4 separate regions of the Mus musculus genome follow, and regions 2, 3 and 4 are each linked to region 1. The links are chromatin contacts, called in public Hi-C, HiChIP or PLAC-seq and promoter capture Hi-C maps. All regions are on one chromosome and are shown on one strand. The core of a region is the stretch at or near the end of the contact, and the rest is flanking DNA. Distances in the headings are between cores, read along the strand shown.

Region 1 (3,075 bases), core at 473-2,972:
GGTAGGAGCATGGGAGTGCAGGGCTTCCTTCCGTAGCGGGTGGGTTCACTTGAGGTCCCTGGCTGTCACCTTCACTGCCTATGTGCTGGAAGTCCCGGGAAGGAAGAAACGGGGAGAGGAAGGGGGGGGGAGTGCTTTCTGGGTTTGTGGCTCAGCCTTTAGCTTCCTGAGGCATGGGCTGGTGGTTGGTGGTGCCCTGGGTTGTCAAGGTGCCCTACCCCCCACCCCCGCCCTACTCCCTCATCATTTCTGTATTCTGTTGCAGACTCAGAGGGGCTGCAGTACAGAACAAACGAATGGGTGTGGTGTAGAGTGAAGATGTAGACTCAGTCAAGGTTACTGAGCCCCTTTGGAAGGTGCAGAGAAGCCAGTGAGGATCTGGGCCCTCCCAGAAGAACCAGCCCTGGGCTGTGTGGCCCAAGGCTCCCTGGTTGGTCTCTGCTGACGCTCCTGTCTAGCACATAAGGGCCTTTGGCTGAACCTCTGCTCTGCTGGAAGCCCCTTGTCTGCCCATACCTGGTCCTGCCCCAGGGTAGTGGGATGACTTCCCCTTGGTGAGTGGGCTGGAACAGAGAAGGCTTAGGCAGACCACAGGAAAGGAAGCTGCCGTCCACCCCCACCCAGGGCCAGGGCCAGGCCCCGGCCCACGCTTGGCCCAGAGTGAAGTTTTCCACTGAGGGCTCCAGCCCAGCCTCACCTGCGCCTGTTTCCCATCACCTGAGTGAGTCGGCCTGGGCGTGCCTGCTGCCAGGCGGGACCATTCTTGTTGTCCCACCCCCACCCCACCCTGAGGCTCCCGCCCAGCGCCCTTGCCTGCCTGGCCTGCACTTGGAGCTAGACTGAGCTGAAGTGCAGGATCCGATGCTCAGCCCTGTCTCGGCGCTGGGGTCTTCTTCACCCTCCTCTTCCTCTACTTGCAGAGTGGTTCCCACAACTATCTTCAGAAATGGGGAATATAGAAAAGCAACTCACAAAGGGCGATGAGTTCGCCTGGGATATCACAGCCGGGGGATGTGGGAACAGGCGTTGGAATGTTACCAAACTTGGAGTCGCTGTCTATACCCGAAGAAGCCATTCTTGAGCAGCTAATTAAAACAGCCAGATTAATAGTGTGAGAGAGGAAGACGTTCTCAGTGTGGCCACACTGGGGAGAGGGACAATGACCCCCTCAAGTCACTCTTGGGGGCTCGAAGCGAGGGGAAGTGTTTAAATAGCCATGGGTTTGAGCATCTATCCAGCCTTGGACAGAGTGCGGTTCTGCCCCGCCACTGACCTATCATCGTCTGGCTTCACCCTCATTGGTTAAAACTGTGTGGAATCCTTTTCCAGGAGACCAGGTTCCCTTTTGGCTGTCGCCTTTTCCCTTGCGCTGTTATGAGATTCCTTGGGGGGGGGGGGGTTCCATTTCTTGAGGTTCATTGTTTCCGTAGTCTGATAGTCAAATCAAGGGGGGCATAAAAGTGTCTCCTTTCTGAATGTCTTCATTTCTGCTTCTGTCTGTACAGTCTGGGGACTCTGGGATGGACTCCCCATGGGCCCGGGGTTGTCTGTGATGCTCTAATTATTTGCTGGGGCTGCACCCACTTTCTTCTGGGGCCTTTGAGCCTTTCTCTGACTGCACAGGATATGAAAGACCCATGAGTCAGCCCCTCTGTCAGCGGCTTCAGATTGGGTTTCCGTTTCTCCGTAGCTAGACTTTGTGGGCTTCTTCCTGCTTCTGTGTGTCATTTTGAGCTCATGCAAGAGGCAGAACTACTGGCCTGGTTCCAGCAGCTCGGACTAGGCTGGCTTTAAAGCTGCCTCCCCCACCCCACCCCCAGTGGTCAGCCGAGATTTCTCATCTGTCACGTGGTCCTAGCGCTGGCTCCTCTGGAATGCTGAGAGGCCACATCTGGCTGTGACGAGGCTGCCACCTCCCCCTCCAGCTGCCAGGCTCCCACATGTGCCTCTTCCGCCGCCGAGGTGGTGGTGGGGCTCCTTTGTGGGGTCATTTCCTCTCTCTGCATTGATTGTCTAATGTCCCTGCCTCCCCTCCAGGCCTTGAAAGGTTGTAAGTCGTGGGAGGGGAAGGCTTCTCTTTCTCCTGCAAGCTTCCTGTCCTGGCTGTATTTTGCCCCTCCCCCAGGAGGGATGTCTGAGCCCAGTGGCTGTAGAGAGAGCCTGGTTGTGCTGGGAATTTGGTTGTGGATTCCTCAGCCTGGGAGATAAAGATAAGACCCTGGGGTAGGGCTCAGGCCGAAGGAAGGGGCCTGAGTGTGGATCATTTCATTCATTCCTGCCCCCAGCCCCATTCATCCCCTCTCCCATTCATACACACACACACACACACACACACACACACACACACACACACACACACACACACACACACACACACTGCCCCCATTCACCTTCATACCCACCTATCCATCTACCTATTCATCTTCTGGTCTACCCATCTAACCCATGCCCTTTCATTTAATAAGGGTCAGCAAGATGGCTCAGCAGGGAAAGGCGTTTTGCCACCACATACCCCACATGGTGGAGAGAACGGATTCCCGTTCCAATCGTTGACTATCACACTCCTACCAAGAAGAGATCGCAAGGCTGGCCTCTAGCTGTAGACTCAGCTCTCCCTTTGCAGAGATCTTCTTTTCTCTAATCCCTCCTTGCTTCATCTAACCAGGGCCCAGGGTGCTCAGAGCAAGGTGAGGCTGCCCTCAGATGCTGGCATGGTGAAGAGGGTGGAGGTGGCCTCACTTAGAGCCCTATCGTTATCCCTGGCTTCATTCTTAGAAGAGAGCTCTGAGCGGTATTGATGCCCAGGCCATCTGAGAGGATATATCCTGGTCCCTCAGTCTGCCTTAAATCTGTGGCGGCATTCTGAGAGAGAAAAGCCTCGGAGGAGGAGGAAGAGGAGCAGGCTAACCCTTGCCTGGAGGCTAACATTCTTCCTCATCTTCAACATGGGAGCAGTCCTTGGGGGATTAAACGCTCCCAGTATAAGAACACACCTTCCTCTCCGGTTCTTGCATCTGCCACACCACACTTAGAAGTCAGACGAACTGAGTGTCAGGACAAAATAGAACCAACCAC
Region 2 (3,155 bases), core at 143-2,642, 200 kb before region 1:
GGTGATGTCCGTGAGTGCGTGCGTGAGTGTGTGTGCGCTCGCACGCGTGTGTGTGTGTGTGTGTGTGTGTGTGTGTGTGTGTGTGTGTGTAGAGTAGTCTATCCTCAGAGGGAAGTTTGTAGATCTGTAAAGGGATCTGGGATGCCAGTTTGGCAGGATAATGGCCATTTCTGAGGTTGTGATTCATTGCTAATGGTTTTTAAGTCTGAGCTTCTGTTATTTGTATAGGCATCAGGGATTTGGGGTACTCTCGGTGATACTGGCAAACCATGCCATCAAGCTGCTGGCGTCTCTCTTTCAAGACTTGCAGGTGGAGGCACTCCACAAGGTGCGGAGGCTCTGGAGTCCTCGGGTTGGTTGCTGGGGCGACTTGGGATGCTAACTAGAGCATCAGTAAGGTTTTTTTTTTTTTTTTTTGCCCAGAGTAATACGACTAATATGCTTTGATTTTTGTTATCATCAGGGCTGGGAGACAGATGGCCCCCCTGCAGTCCTGAGTATTATGGCCCAGAGCACCTCCACACAAAGGATTCAACGGCTGATTGACTCTGTCCCACTGACAAACCTGCTCTTGACTTTACTTTCAACTTCATACAGAAAGGTGGGTGGGAGTCAAGCCATTCATGAATTGGAGTAAAGTGGACAGAGACCATGATGTTTAAGAATGCAGACTGTGGTGGTGGTTTTAGAATGGAATCCTCCCTAGACTACTCCTCTTCTCTTTCTGTCTCCCTTCCTAATCTGGGCTAGCATTCCTGCATGCAGTTGGTCCTCCTGCGTTAGCCTCTTCGGATTATAGGCACATGATGTCACTGTACTGATCTTGACAGAGTAGTTTGTGGTGCTTTGGAAGTGGTTATTGATTGCCAGTTTTAGCTGTCTGCTGACCCTGGTGGTCCATCGTGACACATTTGAAGCAGAAGCATGGTGGACACTCAAGCTCCTGGCTCTGTCTCTGGCTCATGTGTTCCTCACGCTTGTGTTTCCCTAGGCGTGTGTCCTGCAGCGGCAGAGGAAGGGCTCCATGAGCAGTGATGCCAGCGCCTCCACCGACTCCAACACGTACTATGAGGATGACTTCAGTAGCACAGAGGAGGACAGCAGCCAAGGTAGCTAGAGATAGCCCCTCTGCCCTCACTTTTATGTATTCTCAAAGTGGTGTGCTGTTTAAGAGCAGCTTGAGGGTCAGAGAGTGGTGGGAAAGTGCTTGCCTAGAGTGCATGAAGCCTGGGCTAGATCCCCTCCAGCCATAATCCAGGTGCTCTCACACTCCTGTAGTCCCAGCACTGTGAGGCAGGAAGAGCAGACGCCCACGGTCAGTACTAATGGGCTTTACTGAGTCGGAGGCCGGCCTGGGCTAGGCAGTAAGTGGAGTGTCAAAGGTGAAATGCTAATGACTGCTTTCTCTCTGCCAAAACCAAAATGTTCATGTTTGCTCCTTTGTTCCCTATGCTGGGACCTCTGTCCTTCCTGCACAGGTCAAAAGGTCACGTGGCAGGGATTGGGTTTAACCATGGGCTTGTAGCTGAGGAGCACATAGAGAGGAGCTGAAGATGTGTAGAGGGGTGGTCTCTGGTTTTTGTTTGTTTGACTTTTTTTCCATGCTCAAGTGTGTGAAACAATGTGAAACCCCAAGGGGCACGATTTTTACCATCTTGGGTGATGAAACTTGTTTGCTCTTATAAATGTTTGACCCCTTTCCAGGCAGGGAGATAAGAGGACATGGGTTCTCTTCTGTTGTTGGACCTCATAAGAAATCAGTTTTACTGTAACCCATGTATAATAAGGTAGAAGCACTTGTTTATCCATTTAGATCTTGACAGATTGACAGGGTCAGTTCCTGTCCTCAGCATCAGGATGTCCTGTGATCTTTGACCCCAGCAGCTATAGAAAAACAGGTTCACATACATAAAAATTGCGTTTTCGTGATATGCTCTTTCTCTTCAGATGATGACAGTGAGCCTATTTTGGGGCAGTGGTTTGAGGAGACCATCTCTCCCAGTAAAGAAAAAGCTGCGCCTCCACCTCCTCCACCACCCCCTCCCCTGGAGAGCTCTCCTCGGGTTAAAAGCCCCAATAAGCAGGCATCTGGTGAGAAGGGCAACATCTTGGCCAGCCGCAAAGACCCTGAGTTGGTAAGACTGGTTTCTGAGGTTCTGTGGGAGAGACTGCTTGAGTACAGTGAGTGGTTGATCTGTGAAGCATATGGCGTCGGAGCTAAAGCATTTATAAGTTGGATACCGCAGTCCTTAGCTCTGTCTCTGCAGGACTTCAAGTAGTGATCATGTCATTAAATAGCACGCTTCCAGTGCTGACAGTTACTAGCACAGTCTCTAGGAATAAGTAAGTAGAAGTTGATTTGAACCTTACTGGTCCTGGGCCAGAGTCTGAATGTGTCCTTGTTGGGGAGTGACTGTACTTGCCCTGAAGGCATTGTGAAAGAGTGTTTTCAAAGCCTCTAGAATAGGTTCGGCGCATCATAAATACTTACTTATTGATTCAACCAATATTTATTGATTTTCTTCTGTATTTCAGCCCCTATTCTGATAGTTTATCAGAGTAATGAGTCAAGTACAATTCTCTAATGTAGCCTTATATAGCTTCATGTCAAGGTTATGGGCATAAAACATTTATATGTATTTTTTTAATATTTATGTATATGAGTACATGGTAGCTCTTTTCAGACACAGCACAAGAGGGCATCAGATCCCACTACACATGGTTGTGAGCCATCATGTGCTTGCTGGGAATTGAACTTAGGAGCTCTGGAAGAGCAGCCAGTGCTCTTAACCACTGAGCCAACTCTCTAGCCCTTATATCATCATTCAATAATTAGTTTTTACAATAATGATAAACTAATTTAATAATAGAGAGAAAAGTGAGAATATGTGTAGTAATCATTGATGTAGGGTCAGTCTTCAGTATGTTACTGGTACCGTCTTGAGGGTCAGGGACTGGATCAGCTCAGAGGTCCTCCTTACACAGTGTTTTCTGAGGTTGGCTGCATGGAGTGGGTCTGGCCTTCTGTGCAGCTAGTTTCATCACGGACATTCCCACTAGGAGACTTAGTGAGAGCCTTCACTTTTGGCTTGTATAATTCTGGTTGAATTCAGGGTTGGCAGAAGCTTTATCCCTGACGCCACGCCACTGCTCTG
Region 3 (2,962 bases), core at 402-2,901, 180 kb before region 1:
GATGAATCCCTTTGTGGCCCCAACACTTCACTGAGAGCATTAAAAGCAGCATCCTTGTCACATAGTCAGGCCTAATGCTCTGAGGGGCATGAAGATGGTCGAGTGAGCCCCGTGATCTGCCTTCCAGTGGCTCAGCGCTGTCTGACCTGACTGTGGCAGGGACATAGGGACACTGATGAGTTCTGTTTCCAGGCCCTGGTGAAGCGAACTCCTAGCAGTGGCATGAGCTCTACCATGAAGGAGTCAGCATTTCAGAGCGAACCTAGGGTTTCCGAAAGTCTGGTGCGCCATGCCAGCACCTCTCCTGCTGACAAGGCCAAGGTCACCATCAGTGATGGGAAGGTTACAGATGAAGAGAAGCCCAAGAAGAGCAGCCTGTGCCGTACAGTTGAGGGGTGTCGTGAGGAGCTGCAGAATCAGGTGGGGCTTCCTGGTGGGCACTGGTGCACAGGACAGAGTCCAGCAGGCCTCATCAGTGGTCTGAGCCTCCCCTGCTAGCCCAGTGTTTTCTTTCATAGTTATGTAGTGTGCGTGCAAGTAGCCCATCTTTGGGGAAGGGCTTACAGCTAGCGGGAGTGATATTCTGGAACCTACTTTCTTGGCTAGGAGTTCTCATCTGGGCCCAGAATGCAGAAGCCATTGAGTGATTGTGTTTCCCGTTTGTCCATTCTGTATGCATAGGAGGCGTAGTTAAACATGCTAGGTGCCTTGAGTGACTTAGGGTGCCTGTGGGACCTCGGCTTAGATCGTCCTCTCACTGTCTACAGAGCTAGGGTTCTGGAGAGGGGACGAGCTCAGCTCCAGACAGTGACTGTCAGGATTGTCGTGTGCGACTCGTGATTTTTATTGATTTTTACTTTTTCACGTGTGTGTTTCCATTTCTCTCAGGCCAATTTCTCCTTCGCTCCTCTCGTGTTAGACATGCTCAGTTTCCTCATGGATGCCATTCAGACCAACTTTCAGCAGGCTTCAGCCGTGGGGAGCAGCAGCAGGGCCCAGCAGGCCCTCAGTGAACTGCACACAGTGGACAAGGGTGTGGAGATGACAGACCAGCTGATGGTATGTCAGGGTCTTGAGGTTTGCTGACTGTACAACCTGTGTGTCATGGTGTCTGATAGTGGCCACAGCAACTGAGGAAGAGACTTAGCAGTGAGTCATAAGCATGCAGAACCTAGAATCTGTGGTCACAGCTTTCCTCAGCTCTACTGAGCAGTTAGTAACCCACAGATGAGGTGTGTCTGACTAGAGTCCTGGTATTTAGCAAGCAAGTCCTCTTTTTACTAAAGCATGTATGTGTATGAACTCCTAAGATGTGAGGAACTCCATTTTGTGGGCACTATAACTGAAATTTCCTTGTATAAAATCGAAAGCCTCTTGCTTGTGTCCTCTCTCTTAAGGCTTAGTAGCTTGCAGAATAGCTTCGTCCTTTGCTGACTTCCAGCCTGAGTTGAAGACAGCTTTCCTTCAGTTACTCTTGCAGCCTGTCAGTCATGTGAGCCGTAGGGATAAGTAAGAAGAACAGGAGTGTGCGCGTGTGAATTTAGAAGGGGCCTAGGAGAGCGTTTCTGCCTGGGAGTTGTGCTCACAGTGCTGAGTCTTACTGGGAACCCCTGCAGGGAGGACCACTTGGCAGTGTGTGGGCAGCAGGTCCAGCCAGTGCAGGACTGACTCCCGGAGCTGGGAGCTCTGGCCAGTATATGTGTGGACAGACACCCAGAGAAGGGCATTGAAGATTTTAAATACTGACATCAAAATTAAGGGTGGAAGTTGGTGACCCACTAAGTTGCCAAGTTCACTTTTGCCAGGTGTGATGCATGAAGGGAAAATACTCTGTATCATTACCATCACTTTAAGTGAAAATGCATTTTAACGTTGGAGAACAGCAGCACTTCATTTACTTTCATGAGACTTTGACCCTGCTCTTGGAACCAGACTGAAGCAGTAGACTTTAATCAGTGGAGGATAGTGGACTGCAGGCTAAAGTCACTTACTTGTTTTGAGCTCTGGCTGGCCTGAACTCATTATATAGACCAGGCTAGCCTGGTACTCGGACTTCAACCTGCCTCTGCCTCCCAAGTGCTGGGAGTATAATAGGCTTTTGCCACCATGCCCTTCTACTTTTCCTTTGTTGTTAGTAATTTTATTATTTGAGAATTATGTGAATGCATATAATTGATTTTGGTCAGATTCACAAAGCCCTGCCTCCCAGATTGAATACTGCTGAATGACTAAGGGTTGCACTGCCCCCCAGGTGACAGTGGATGAACCCACCTAGTCTTACTTGCTTTCTCCAATACTTTCTCTGCTTCTCCCTTCTGCCAGGTTCCCACCTTAGGCTCACAGGAAGGTGCCTTTGAGAATGTTCGGATGAATTACAGCGGAGACCAGGGCCAGACTATACGGCAGCTGATCAGTGCCCACGTGCTGAGACGGGTGGCTATGTGTGTGCTTTCTTCCCCCCATGGGCGCCGCCAGCATTTGGCTGTTAGCCATGAGAAGGGCAAGGTAGGTCCCATGATTCCTTCCCATTCGTTTTAGGATCGGTGTTCAAATTGACCCTCTGAGGGGAAACACCCACACTTTGTTTCTGAGGACGAGACTGATCTCATTAACCCTTTTGGCTTGGACCTGAGTATTGGTTATCACTAGAACTGAGGTGACTTGGGAAAGGCTCTGGCAAGTGATTGGCTGGTGTTCAGGACAACTTAGTTCCCATCCCCGCCCATTTTTGGACGTGGAAAGGTACAAGCAGAGAGGCAGAAGTCTTCTTAAGAAGCCAGTGTTCCTTGTTTAATAATTCCTGCTCCAGGGATGCAGACACTCCGTTGGGGAATGCTAGGCATCTCTTTGCTGTTTTTGCCTCTCATCAGGGAGGCTGTCTTACCTTAACTGACAGTGTGGACAGTCCTTAAAGCAGATGGTCCAGAAGGAGCTTAATGGGGCGCTTGAGGCGGTGGTGCCT
Region 4 (2,978 bases), core at 36-2,535, 250 kb before region 1:
CAGCCAGTCATTCCCGGACTCTCCACCGCTAGGATTCTGGTGCGACTTAGCATGCTGCAGGTGGTTGCTGGCCTTGCTGCCTTCATATTCTCTGTGCTATCAAGGGACCCTTTCAAAGCAAAGCCACACCAAAGGCTGGGTCTTTTCCTCTAAGCCCACTTTGTTCACTATGGCCACACTGGCTGTCCCACAATATGTTAATCACACCACAGACCCCTTTCATTTTGTGTTCCCTCTATTCCAAACGACCTTCTCTAACCGCTGAGAGTTTTCCTGACAACATTATGCAAAACACTATCACTCCCACCTGCTCCATACTCCACTTGGACTACCTGACACATTATACTGACTTGACAGGGGTATAGGAGACAGACAGACAGACACACACCCCTAACTAAGGTGGTGAGTCTGATGAAGCCGGACCCTTTTTGTTCAACTGTCTTGTCTTCTAACACCCACAAAAGCGCCAGCCCGCTAGCTTGATGTAGTGGCTCAGTATGGAATCCTAGTATTTGGGGCCAAGGCAGACAGTTGGAAGAGTTCAAGGCCCCAGCAATAAATAGACAAACAAAACATGCAGTAGTCGAAACTGTAAAACCCCTATTTTCTTGAGATAATGAGACCGTCCTAAGCAAATCTGAGCTACATCGTCAAGATCCTCTCTCAAACACACACGGTCGCTCGCACATGCCAGGGGATGTAGACCAGTGCTATGTGGGTAGTGTTTGCCTAACAAGAGCGTACTTGGTTTAGTGATGCTGCCTGTAATTCCAGCAATCGGGAGGTAGAAGCAGCAAGGTTAGTTGTGTAAGACTATCCTGGTTGGCAAGTTCGAGGAGAGCCTGGGCTATGCGACTGCTGTCGGCCCGGACCAGTTTCCAGCTCTCTCGCTATCTCGGCCGGCCGAGCCTCTCGGAGAGGCCCCGGCGTCTCACCCGCGTCCCCCTCGCCCCCTTGACGCAGGCCCCCCGAACCTACCTTTCTTGTCTCGCTTGGATTTGGGCATCGCGGCAAAGGCACGTGCGGCGGAAGACTGGGCGGCCGGTTAGGACCCGGCTGCCGCGGGGGCTTATGGGACGGCGCTCGGGGCTGCCCCTCGCGTGTGCCTGAACTGTGGCGAGCCCTCTCTTCCCCGCCTGCGCTCCGCCCAGTGTCCTGAAGGCCACTTCTCTGCCCAGGTCCCGGGTCCCTCCAGTCCCGGCGGCTTCCGAGTCCCGAGCACTCCACCAAGTCCCTCGCGAACCGGTTCCTCTCTATGGCTCTGCGGAGGGAGGGGCTTGAGGCCCGGTGCATGCCGGGCTGGCGGCAGGCGGTGCTTGGGCTTCAATCATGGCGGTCGCGGTGGCGTCTGGGTTCTGGATCTGGGCTGCTGTGCTGCTCGTCCCTGCGGCCGCGGTCTACGAAGACCAAGTGGGCAAGTTTGACTGGTGCGTACAGGTGACGCTTCTCCAGGACGTCGGTGTTTGCTTCCTCAGCATCTGTCTCCCTCCTGCTAATCTGAAGGAGATTTGCTATGGAGCCGAACCCAGACTATAACTTAACGGGGGTGCGGGAGGGTGCTTTCAGGGAGAAGTGAATGAATGAATGAATGCTGCACCCTGTGCAGAATGACAATGTGAGAGTCTCCTCTTCAGATATGAAGAGTCGTAAGATGTCAACCCAAGAGCTTTATGTTAAGCATGGAGGGAGCTCTTTAAGCCGCCCTGTGTGTGACGGTGCAGATTGCTCCGCAGTGAAGGCAGGCTTTAAGGGTTTTGGTCAGAGGTCACTAGTTCCCTCCTTTCCTGTCATGTCCGATTTTGTGGCTGTCAGGTTTGTGATCTTCTGGGTCCCAGGTCACTAGCCCCAGTGAACTTTAAGCCTGAAACTAGCTGGTGTCACTTAGTCCACTTGTCTCACAAGTTCTAAAGTGAGCCTTTTCCTCTGAGGGACTCTCTGGGTGCAGTGTGGCCTCTCCCTCTCCAAACTGACATTCGTTCGCTCACCCCTTCCTTCTGACTGTGCTTATTTCAGATTGAATAAGCATTTGGCTACTTATCAGTTGTATGCTTCTGGGGAAATTGACAGACAACTAACACACACACACACACACACACATACATATGTATTTTTTTTAAAGGTGTTCATTTTGGGTCCTGGTCCCAACAATCATTAGCCTATCTGGACTTTGGTGGCTCACAGCCATCTGTAATGGGATCTGATGCCCTTTTCTGGTGTGTCTGAAGACAGTGACAGTGTACTCACATACATAAAATAAATAAATAAATCTTAAAACAAAACCAAACCCCAAAGCCGGGCGTGGTGGCGCACGCCTTTAATCCCAGCACTCGGGAGGCAGAGGCAGGTGGATTTCTGAGTTCGAGGCCAGCTTGGTCTACAAAGTGAGTGCCAGGACAGCCAGGGCTACACACAGAGAAACCCTGTCTCGAAAAACCAAAAAAAAAAAATCAAACCCCAGAAGCTCCTTTAAAACAAACTAGGCTAAATAACACAGTGGTCTAAATGAGAGATGTCATCTAAATGCCAGGCTCAATCAGTGTGCCTCAGACAGCAGCATTTCCCCATTGCAACAGTGTGCAAGCCGTGCCCCTGGAAGTCTGTTGCCGCTAAAAATTAATTAGGCCGAGGACTCTGGGGTGTTGCCTGAGTAGGTAGGTGTTACATTTAGCTGGCAGACTGGTATTGTCTCCCATGTATATGGTGGCAGTTCTCTCCTGCCTTCTTTTGCTTCTGAGTACGTTGCACAGAACTCTTGCGTATGCTCGGAGCTCTTCATTAGCACGCACTTCTTGCGTGTGCTGAGGGAGATGTGCTGGTGTGAGGCAGCAGTTTGTCTTCGTGCCCTGACGTTCCCCTGCACTGGTCCTCAGGAGACAGCAGTATGTTGGGAAGATCAAGTTTGCCTCCTTGGAGTTTTCCCCTGGATCCAAGAAGTTGGTTGTGGCCACAGAGAAGAATGTGATTGCGGCGTTAAATTC

What was found. Hi-C and Micro-C count contacts between places; a contact is called where the count stands out from the background. HiChIP or PLAC-seq counts read pairs in DNA pulled down with a chosen protein or histone mark. Capture Hi-C pulls out chosen DNA fragments and counts their contacts.
Region 2: a Hi-C map of liver shows a contact between it and region 1, with 1.9 times the contacts expected there. The contact joins two enhancer-like sites. A contact is called at or near these places in 2 of 484 Hi-C or Micro-C datasets (the AML12 cell line and liver) and 2 of 9 other capture datasets (adipose tissue and pancreatic islet).
Region 3: a contact with region 1 is called in a promoter capture Hi-C map of liver. The contact joins two enhancer-like sites. A contact is called at or near these places in 1 of 15 datasets of contacts at CTCF or cohesin (pro-B cells), 5 of 484 Hi-C or Micro-C datasets (centroblasts, cerebellum, cerebral cortex and 2 more), 8 of 115 datasets of contacts at active chromatin or transcription factors (SST interneurons, astrocytes, bone marrow-derived macrophages and 5 more) and 4 of 9 other capture datasets (adipose tissue, embryonic stem cells, liver and 1 more).
Region 4: a FOXA1 HiChIP or PLAC-seq map of pancreatic cancer cells shows a contact between it and region 1. The contact joins the promoter of Mrto4 here to the enhancer-like site in region 1. A contact is called at or near these places in 4 of 484 Hi-C or Micro-C datasets (B cells, CD8 T cells and embryonic stem cells), 5 of 115 datasets of contacts at active chromatin or transcription factors (the SCID.adh cell line, embryonic limb bud, embryonic stem cells and 2 more) and 2 of 9 other capture datasets (adipose tissue and liver).

Annotation. Positions count from the first base shown.
Region 1 is chr4:139,597,374-139,600,448 of GRCm38.p6, forward strand. The region is part of intron 1 of Iffo2 (intermediate filament family orphan 2); the gene reads left to right. Among named protein-coding and RNA genes, the nearest start is that of Aldh4a1, 24 kb to the right of the region's middle. RefSeq lists an enhancer at 68-3,075. Within about 2 kb of position 1,723, at least 322 of the 459 cell types and tissues checked have an H3K27ac peak or open chromatin away from gene starts, as enhancers often do. A contact at or near this core is called in B cells, CD8 T cells, the SCID.adh cell line and 7 more, where this site is marked.
Region 2 is chr4:139,399,334-139,402,488 of GRCm38.p6, forward strand. It overlaps Ubr4 (ubiquitin protein ligase E3 component n-recognin 4), which reads left to right. Exons shown (of 106, transcript NM_001160319.1): 12 at 229-328; 13 at 464-601; 14 at 992-1,109; 15 at 1,948-2,135. Among named protein-coding and RNA genes, the nearest start is that of Ubr4, 20 kb to the left of the region's middle. Within about 2 kb of position 1,393, at least 2 of the 459 cell types and tissues checked have an H3K27ac peak or open chromatin away from gene starts, as enhancers often do. A contact at or near this core is called in liver, where this site is marked.
Region 3 is chr4:139,421,505-139,424,466 of GRCm38.p6, forward strand. Ubr4 (ubiquitin protein ligase E3 component n-recognin 4) reads left to right here. Exons shown (of 106, transcript NM_001160319.1): 38 at 193-420; 39 at 889-1,059; 40 at 2,323-2,505. Among named protein-coding and RNA genes, the nearest start is that of n-TVaac1, 7.6 kb to the right of the region's middle. Within about 2 kb of position 1,652, at least 36 of the 459 cell types and tissues checked have an H3K27ac peak or open chromatin away from gene starts, as enhancers often do. A contact at or near this core is called in bone marrow-derived macrophages and liver, where this site is marked.
Region 4 is chr4:139,351,291-139,354,268 of GRCm38.p6, forward strand. Mrto4 (mRNA turnover 4, ribosome maturation factor) reads right to left here and starts at 1,286. Exons shown (of 8, transcript NM_001290810.1): 1 at 979-1,286. The coding sequence starts at 1,006. It overlaps Emc1 (ER membrane protein complex subunit 1), which reads left to right and starts at 1,297. Exons shown (of 24, transcript NM_146157.4): 1 at 1,297-1,427; 2 at 2,871-2,978. The coding sequence starts at 1,330.